Linked DNA regions of Capsicum annuum: region 1 is linked to region 2. A link is a contact called in public Hi-C data. All regions are on one chromosome and are shown on one strand. Each heading gives the region's core, a stretch centred on a gene start, on an enhancer-like site or on the middle of the called end of the contact. The rest is flanking DNA. Distances are from core to core; before and after follow the strand shown.

What was found. A called contact is a pair of places that touch in the nucleus more often than the background predicts.
Region 1: a Hi-C map of placenta shows a contact between it and region 2, with 2.7 times the contacts expected there. The contact joins the promoter of LOC107855629 here to the enhancer-like site in region 2. A contact is called at or near these places in 2 of 5 Hi-C or Micro-C datasets (leaf and placenta).

What each region holds. Positions count from the first base shown.
Region 1 is chr1:221,266,098-221,270,377 of UCD10Xv1.1, reverse strand. It overlaps LOC107855629 (cysteine synthase, chloroplastic/chromoplastic), which reads left to right and starts at 1,668. Exons shown (of 10, transcript NM_001324721.1): 1 at 1,668-1,886; 2 at 3,719-3,828; 3 at 4,243-4,280. The coding sequence starts at 1,668.
Region 2 is chr1:221,079,971-221,084,492 of UCD10Xv1.1, reverse strand. LOC107854966 (copper methylamine oxidase) reads right to left here. Exons shown (of 12, transcript XM_047409026.1): 9 at 4,424-4,522; 10 at 3,868-4,136; 11 at 3,695-3,776; 12 at 2,853-3,215. The coding sequence ends at 3,078. It also overlaps the pseudogene LOC124898821. Among protein-coding and RNA genes, the nearest start is that of LOC107854966, 17 kb to the right of the region's middle. Within about 2 kb of position 1,817, at least 4 of the 5 cell types and tissues checked have an H3K27ac peak or open chromatin away from gene starts, as enhancers often do. A contact at or near this core is called in leaf, where this site is marked.

The DNA of each region.
Region 1 (4,280 bases), core at 419-2,918, 190 kb before region 2:
AATTATTTAATTTTAGATAATCAACACTACACGTGCGAGGCACATGCGGTTAGACTAATACTCTATGGGGTCGTTTGGTAGAGTGCTTTGAAAAGTTAATGCATGCATTAGTTTAAGAGATAATACATCAAAACCCCTCAAACTTGTCTACCCAACTTACCTTAACACTTAAACTAACCTTCTATTTATTTACCCCCTTAACATCTTTAAAGTGAATTAATTTCACTCCTTAATATATAATATCACTCTCATAACGGAGAGTGCATCACACTCGCTAACACGTCAGTGACACGCTAGAGCCACGTAAATAAAGTATTTTTTAATTTATTTTTTATATACATAATAAATATATAAATATATTTTATATATATATATATATATACATATTTTTAAATATATATAAAATATTTTAAATTAAAAAATACCCCCCCCCCCATTTTCTATCTTCTTCGTAACCACCCACCCCTCCTTCCCCTCCCCCGTCTACCCCCACACCTGCATACACACCCCATCCACCTCTACACTGCCACACGTAAAAACACCCCCATCCACCTCTATACAACCACACCTGCCAGATTTTTCGACGAATTTTCGTCGGAAAACTCAACCCATTTGAAAAATTTAATTACCACCATCGAAAAAATATCATAAAATAGTGACAAAAAACTCAATCCACTTGAAAAATTCGATCAAATCGATATAAAATTCTCTAAAATCAACAACCAAACATCCAAACCATGTAGATTTTTTTAATTTTCAAATTCAATTTCACTCTTTTTTTTATTGATCTAAGGGGTTGAACGAGGAGAAATTAAAGGTGAGGGGGTGACAACTTTCGTAATTGGAGGAGAAATGGGGTGGGGTGTAGGTAGTGGATTTGGCGAAGAAGAAGTTGTGCGGGGTGGGGGGCTGTTGGCGGTTTTGGGGGTGGGATGGGTAAAGAAGAAGAAGAATTTTTTAGAAGAATTTTTTTTATTCTTTTTCTTTAAATATATATATATATAAAATGTCACGTCAGTATTAGAGTTGAAATTAATTCACTTTAAAGATGTTAAGGGAGGTAAATAAATAGAAGTTTAGTTTAAGTGCTAAAGTGAGTTGAGTGGACAAATTTAGGGGGTTTTGATGTATTATCTCTTAGTTTAATGTATATTAGTAGTACCTTATTTGGTATATCGTTTTACGCTATGTATAACTAAAAAAAATTTCTACATCCTCTTTAATATATACATTGAGGGTATTATGTAAAAAAATTATTTTGTTTTAAAAATTATGTAATTCATGTTATTTTTGATAAATCAAATTAAATATTGTATAAAAAAAATATAAACATAACTAATATAAATATAGCTAATATAAATATTATTAATACAAATATTATTAATATATTACATTTTATATTATTCTTGTGCACTTTACCAAACCATCCTATTAAAATAGTGTTGACACCAATATACCATGCATACGACTTAATAATGGAAAAATTATTTATGTGCACGGCATATACTGTATAAAATATTTGAGGAAAATCTTTAATAATTATTTATTTTAAAACATCAATAAATAATATTAATAATTCACTTATTAACAGCAGTCACATTTTTGTGTAGTACATATTTTAGTATTTATCCCTAAGAAAGAGGGAAGATAGAGATAGGAAAATAGCAATGGCATCTATCATCAACAATCCCTTCACTTCTCTCTGCTGCAACACCAACAAATGTGAACCTAATAGAATTTGCTCTTTAAGGTCTCAGCAGTCATTGGTGTTTGACAACGTCAACAGAAAAGTTGGTTTCCCTTCTGTTGTTTGCAAAGCAGTGTCTGTGCAAACGAAATCACCTACAGAAATTGAAGGCCTTAACATTGCTGAAGATGTTACACAGGTGATTTTATTGTTTAATTCTTGTCTGGGTCGCTTTATGTTCTTGAATGTTAAGGACTTGAAACCCTTTTTGTAACTTTTTTGTTGTTACTTTTTGTTTTGATTATGGTGGTGTCTTCCCCAGATTGTGCGCGCTGCCACTAATTTCACATGATAGTACCAGATAACTTTGTCTATCAAGCCTGAGGATAAATAGGAAATTACCTTATGTTTTTGGGATTTGAACCTGAGGCCTCATGGTTCTTAACCAAGTTCATTGACCACCACTAGGCCACGACCTTTCTGTTGTTACCTCCTCTCCCTCTTGTCTTAATTTATGTAGCATAATTCGGATTTTGATAGTCTTAACATTTTAATTTTGACGGTGAATTTAGACACAAAATTTTCAATTTTTCTAGAAACAAAATTTGTATTCGGAAACTAGGTAGAAAGTACTATAAGTCAGTAAGTCACAATGATTGACAATTCAGAATATTTAAAAGATAAATGAAAAAGTTGCTGTGATTATTTCAATCTTGAAATCTAAGAAGTCCCACATAAATTAGGACGGAGGGAGTACTTGTTATCTTAGGGTGCTTGATGATTTGATTCTGTTGGGGATATATATGAATTGGGTTTTGTACTTGTTTGTCTTGACTTGGTGAATTTGAGTTGATTTCTAATTCAAGGTTACCGTTCTTGCTATAAAGGTGTGATTTTGGTTCGAAGGAATTGTCTTCCATGGAGATATTTTATGCTGAAAAATCATTTTCTGCTTTATTGTAGTGTGTTTGGTCGGGTGCTGAAGTTAGTATGGAAACAGTACAGGGAGTAGAGTAAGTGTATAGTGATAATGTTGGAATTTTCGATATTAAAGATTAACAATGATGTGTTGCATGAAGCAAATGATAAGGAGTAAGACGTGAAATATTTGTTAAGGAGAATTACTTCTGTTTATAAGTGATGGAAATTATTTTTCCATTTTAGAGGACATTTCCAAGAGTAGATATTGGTTTACTGGTTAGGGGTTCAAAACTCACCTCGAGGTTCCAAGTTCAAATCGCAAGCATTCTATTGGAAACAACCTCTCTATATCACATCTGAGGTAGTGGTATGGATTGCGTACACTTACCTTCCCCACACCCCATTTTGTGGGAATATACTTGGTATGTTGTTTTTGTTGCTTTTAGAGGACATTTCTGTTATTCAATTTTTTTTTTTGGTATTTACACAATTCAAGTGAAACATTGAAAAATGATTTTAGCAAGGAAAACATTTTCCAAGAGTCATATGGAATACGCTCGAGGGTAAACTCTTAATTTGTTTTGGGTCAAGTTCTGTTTAACTATGATATGCCGAAATGGCTTTATAGGTTTCCAGTTTTTAGCCCTTTTCCTCCTTTTAGGAGAGGAGAGGGTCAGTAGCACTTACTTTATTGAATGTCCGGTTTTTTAATTGGCATTAATTTTAGTTTATTGCAGTTATTTGTGTACTGGTGGATAGTTTACTTCCTCTATTTCTCCTGCAGTCACGGGTTTTTTGATGTTGCTGTTGCATTATTTCCTATGTTCTATTGTCCGTTTCTAGCTTTGTCACATGAATATATAAGAAAAAGTTAGGCTTCTTTGATTATTAAGGTACATACTGTTTTGAATGAAGTTTTGACATTTCTTTGATGATAGTATATGGGTATACTTAGCTTTAGACCGTTATAATATTTCCTACTCTTTACTGTATGAAACATTAGTGGAAAAGATTCATAGTCGAGTTGATATCTCCTTCCCCTCTCTATTCTGATGTCTACTCTACTTGTTCTTCATATTATTATGCTGATTTTGTTTTATCATTTGACAGCTTATTGGGAACACACCAATGGTTTACCTTAACACCATTGTTAAGGGTTGTGTTGCAAATATTGCTGCTAAACTTGAGATTATGGAGCCATGTTGCAGTGTTAAGGACAGGTAAGCTAGCTTTTAAAAAGCTGCTTTTTGTTTGTATTGCAATATTTGAATTTCCTTCAACTAGAATTTTAAACTGAAAATTTCGTTTAATTGGTTTTTGTTTTTTCTTTTAGTAAATAAACCCGGTTCTGTACACTTTTCTATCATCTTATAGACATTATATCTTACATCTGCACTTTGGGGAACATGTTGATATTATACTTGTGCTGGTAGTTCATATATTTCTCTCTGGTTACTTTGAGCTCTAGAAAAAAATATAACACCAATAACCATTATGCTCATACTGTATGTACTGTAGAATTTGATATCAGTCATGTTTTGTTCTGTTCTTGGGGTACATCTCTACAATTGAAAATCCTTATTGTAGATTGAGACATGGTTATTTGATTCATTGATATTTCTGTTGCATTTCAGGATAGGGTTCAGTATGATATCTGATGCTGAGGAGAAGG
Region 2 (4,522 bases), core at 568-3,067:
ATGGACCTTGGGCCTAACTCAACCCCAAAAACTAGTTCAAGAGGTGAGGATTACCCAAGTCATATAAGCAAACTACAAGTTCATTCTCCAACCAATGTGGGACTTTTACCCACTCTAACAGCTTCAGCTCAATTGCCATTGACAGCCATTGGAGGTGAGCTTGAGCTGAGAAAAGAAGATAATAGAAAGAACCTTATTGGTTAAGGAAAAATGAATATGATAACTGCATTGTGCTCATCACAGTACATTTATACTACTCTGATCCAGTTGTCATCTAATCAAATTTTTTGTAACTAACTTGTACACGCGGCTAACTACGTACGTACACTATTCATTAAACAATTATATCTACTGCATAGCTAAAATATCTAAGCTGGTCAACCCTAACTCATAGTCATGTTATGCCTATTTCATCGCTTCTCAGTTCATTAATAGTTGTAATCTGTTGGTGGTGATTTGTCCTATTAAATCTCCCTCTTCCCAATTCCTCAAATTTTTCTTGATTTTATAAATCTAAAGTTGTTACATTTATGGTGATTTAGATATGTAATACATATGCCAGACAACCTACCTTTGGATAGAGCAGCACCACTATTAGGAGCTGGGATTACAGTGTACACTCCTATGAAAGATAGCTACTTGTTAGAAACATCAGGGAAGAGAATAGGTGTGGCTGGTTTAGGAGGTTTGGGCCATCTGGCTATAAAGTTTGGCAAAGCGTATGGGCACCATGTAACTATGCTTAGCACCTCTCCATCCAAAGAGAAAGATGCAAAGGAGCTATAAGGTGCAGATGATTTTGTTTTAACCTCCAATGAGGACGAAATGAAGGTAATTAGTGTCTCTTCTCTTTCTTAAAATTTCATAGTTTCATATAATTAAATCTCGTATATGAAGATCATGTATAAACCTGATATGCATGATTGATAGTAACTTTTTCTCAAGTTACAGGGAAAAAAAGACCATCTTTGAAAAAGAGTTCCTACTCTATCCTTTTCAATTTAGTTATGTGATGGTGTTTTACTATATAACAAAGTTTAAGAAATAAAACTTTTAAAACTTATGATCATAAAAGCATCATTATGACGTCATTCTTATTACTATAAAAAATGTCATTAAAGGTTAATTGTAAGTCAAACTATTCCAAATATGAAAACTTGTAATTTGTTTTTTGGGAAAAAAGTTAAAAAGAAAGTAGTCACATAAAATGTTTTACATAAAGTTAAAGAAAAAAGATAGAATAATTTAGATTTTACATGAAATAAATGATGAATGAGTTGCATGATATCATTCTGGAGGCTAGTACTGAATTAGAGATTAATTGTTTAATAAAATGCCACTTAATAAAATAACATACCAATTGTGGGTGTAAGATTTCTAAAACATAAATAAATAAATACAATACAATACGAAATCTATTTTTAATTTATTATTTTTCAAAACTACATGAAGCTAAGTACTCAATGCTGTCGAGGGTGATACACCTCTCTACCTGATATAAAGGTAAGATCTTCGTACATTTTACTCTCCCCAATTTAATTTTATCGGAATATATTGAATATGTTATTATTATACATGAAGTACTCAATATTGACAATCTACAAAAAGAAACGAGAACAAAAAGAACTAATGTTTTTATTCATAGATGAGGAAGAGAAGCCTCGACTTTATTGTGGACACTGTGTCAACAAAGCACCCCATTGGGCCTTACTTGGAGTTGCTCAAGGTAAACGGAACCCTAGCAAAGGTGGGTGCACCTTCTAAGCCTTTGGACTTTCCGATATTGCCCTTGATATATGGTACGTGTTACACTAATTAACCTTTTACTTATTTATTTACTTCCCCTAATCCTCAATAGTAAGACACGGAGGCCAAGGACTAGCGTAGTGAGTTAGTCAAGTGTTTTCTACTTCTAGTAGTATGATTTAGGTACCACATAGTCTTTTCTCTTTCTTTCCCTCTCTTTTTTTTCTCATCAATGTGTATTAATATCTAAGTTACAGTACTTGTTGTGTGCAATGTTATCTTGTTCTCACTTTTTCTTTCTTACTTTCTTGCTTTTTTTGAGTCGAGAGTCTATTAGAAACAATCCCTTTTTCCCACTAAAGATAAATGTAAGGTCTTTATATATCTTACCCTTCCCAAACCTCACTTGTGGAATTACATTGGGTATTTGATTGTTTTATAGTTTCTTTATTAGCTAATTCAATAATAAAATGTTTTGATGATCAATGTATAGGGAAGAGAACGGTGAAGGGAAGCATCATAGGAAGCATAAAAGAGATTCAAGAATGGACTTCTGTGGAGAACAAGACATTTTGAGTGACATTGAAATTGTATCAACTGATAAAACTAATGAAGCATTTAATAGACTTGAAAAGAATGATGCTAGGTTCCGATTTGTTCTTGACATTACTGGCAAATCAAAACTAGAAAATTAGGGAAAGAGAAAGAACATAAACTATTTTTGTGTTTCTATTTAATTGTAATTCATATTGGTTAAAACTTCCACAAGTAATATAACTTGGGGCATTCCAATTGCAACAATTAGATTGCACCGTTATAATTTATCTGCCTTTGTTTAGATCGTACACAACTAACTACACAACCATATTTGACCCTTTTCCGATTTTATAATGTACCCAATTTGATCCAATCTTTAGCTTTAATCACCTGCGTTGTTCATGATTTCATCTGAGTCTTTTACAGAAAATTAGACTTCAAGTCTGCTATTAAGAAGACATGAAAAAAGTATATGTTTAACGGTCATGTGTCACACAGTATACAAAATAGCCTTGCTTGTGAAGGGGTCATATATAGTACATAGTACAGATGAATGCAAAGACCGATAGTTGCTCCAAGACCGGCTTTTATTAGTTTTTCTTGTGACATTGTTCAAGATTAATACAAAACATGGCTTTCTTTGCTTAAACATGCCATATACTAGACTAGTAATATCCCATGTCCCTGCACCTACTAATTCAATACTCCATCAAAAGAAAAATGAAGTTTTATTTTCTGTATATCCGTTGGTGCAGTAATAAGAGAGGGAGGCTCATGTCATATGAAAAATTCTTTCAAAGCTTAGCCATCAAACCAGTGGGAGTGTGCTTTGCTACACTATTTTCTGTGACATCACTGTCTCTGCTTTCTAAGTCACATCCAAGAGGCGGAGGGACATCAACGGCTGGAGAGCAGTTAAAGAATCCATGTGGCTGCACCAACAAACTGGAAATAAGCAATGCGTAAATCTGGAAAGGCAAGGACAAAGGAACCAAAATTGTATATGCACAGGCCAGCTCAAGTACTGAAGCATAGCATCATGGCTCAAACCGAGCCGATAAAAACCATTAAAGATTTTGTGCATTTTGTAAGAATCCACGTTCTTCATTGTTTAGAGCAACAAATACTAATGCTGAACTTTGTTCTTAGTTCTTACTATGCGATGCATCTATGCTGTTAAGGATGCATCTACACTAGTATTATTCTTGCATATTCTTTCTCCTTTAAGGTAATGTTTTACTCGAGTATTGAGTTCAAACATCAACAAGTACAGGAATTTAATGATAGAACAATATATGGCAACATATATCATTAGCTCTTTGATAGATTAGTTTAAATTAACCAACAAAACACTAGATCTAGATGAGAAATATAAAGATTAAAAATCATTAAAGATAAAATTCTCAGAGACCTGAAGCATAAAACCAATGTGTTCCACTGGCATAACAGGCCAGTCTTCCAAGCGAGGAATGTGCGTGATTCCAAAAATGTACCTGCAATAAACATAGTTGGTCAAAACTTGTGAAGTTTGCAGGCTATTTCAATTATGAAACGCTAGGATCACTTGTTGTCAAGAAAACTAACCAGAGAACAACATCACTTTCTTCCAGAGGACGGTCTTGCTTGACCCAAGAAGCTAATCCTTCGCCAGCACGGGGATTTTGATTAGGGAACTCTCCTCCTGGAAAATCTTCTCCAGGTGCATATTGTGTAACCCATAGATTGTGCTTCAGAAATGCAGCCCTTCTTAAAAATTTTGCCTCAGGACCAGCCAATGGCAAACAGTTTGGACCAGGTACCAGCTTGTATCCTGTTAGCTGTCCAGTTCTATTAACTGTTCTGGTGTTTCTAACCTAAAAAAATAGAAAGTTCATAATAAAATTTATGTAACACAAACAGGTCTTAAGATTATTTTACTTGGATACTCCAAAAATGTCAGAGGCGCCGATGTCACATTCTCCAAAAATAATGCATTTTTGGAGGATTCCGCATGAATGAAGCAGCATTGTTGGTGGACCGGAGCAACATAACTTAAGAAACAAATTATTCAAAAACAGGTCTACAGAAGCAGGATTATACTGTTCTCATAATGTGAGATAAAAACTAAATAAAGGATAGTACATTAGGTAAAGACTCTTACTATCCAATGACGAGCAGAGAATGGATCACAGTCGCGCATTGCTTGCAATTCAGACCTAAGCAATGTTTCTTGAGCATAGAATGCATTATTGTGAACATT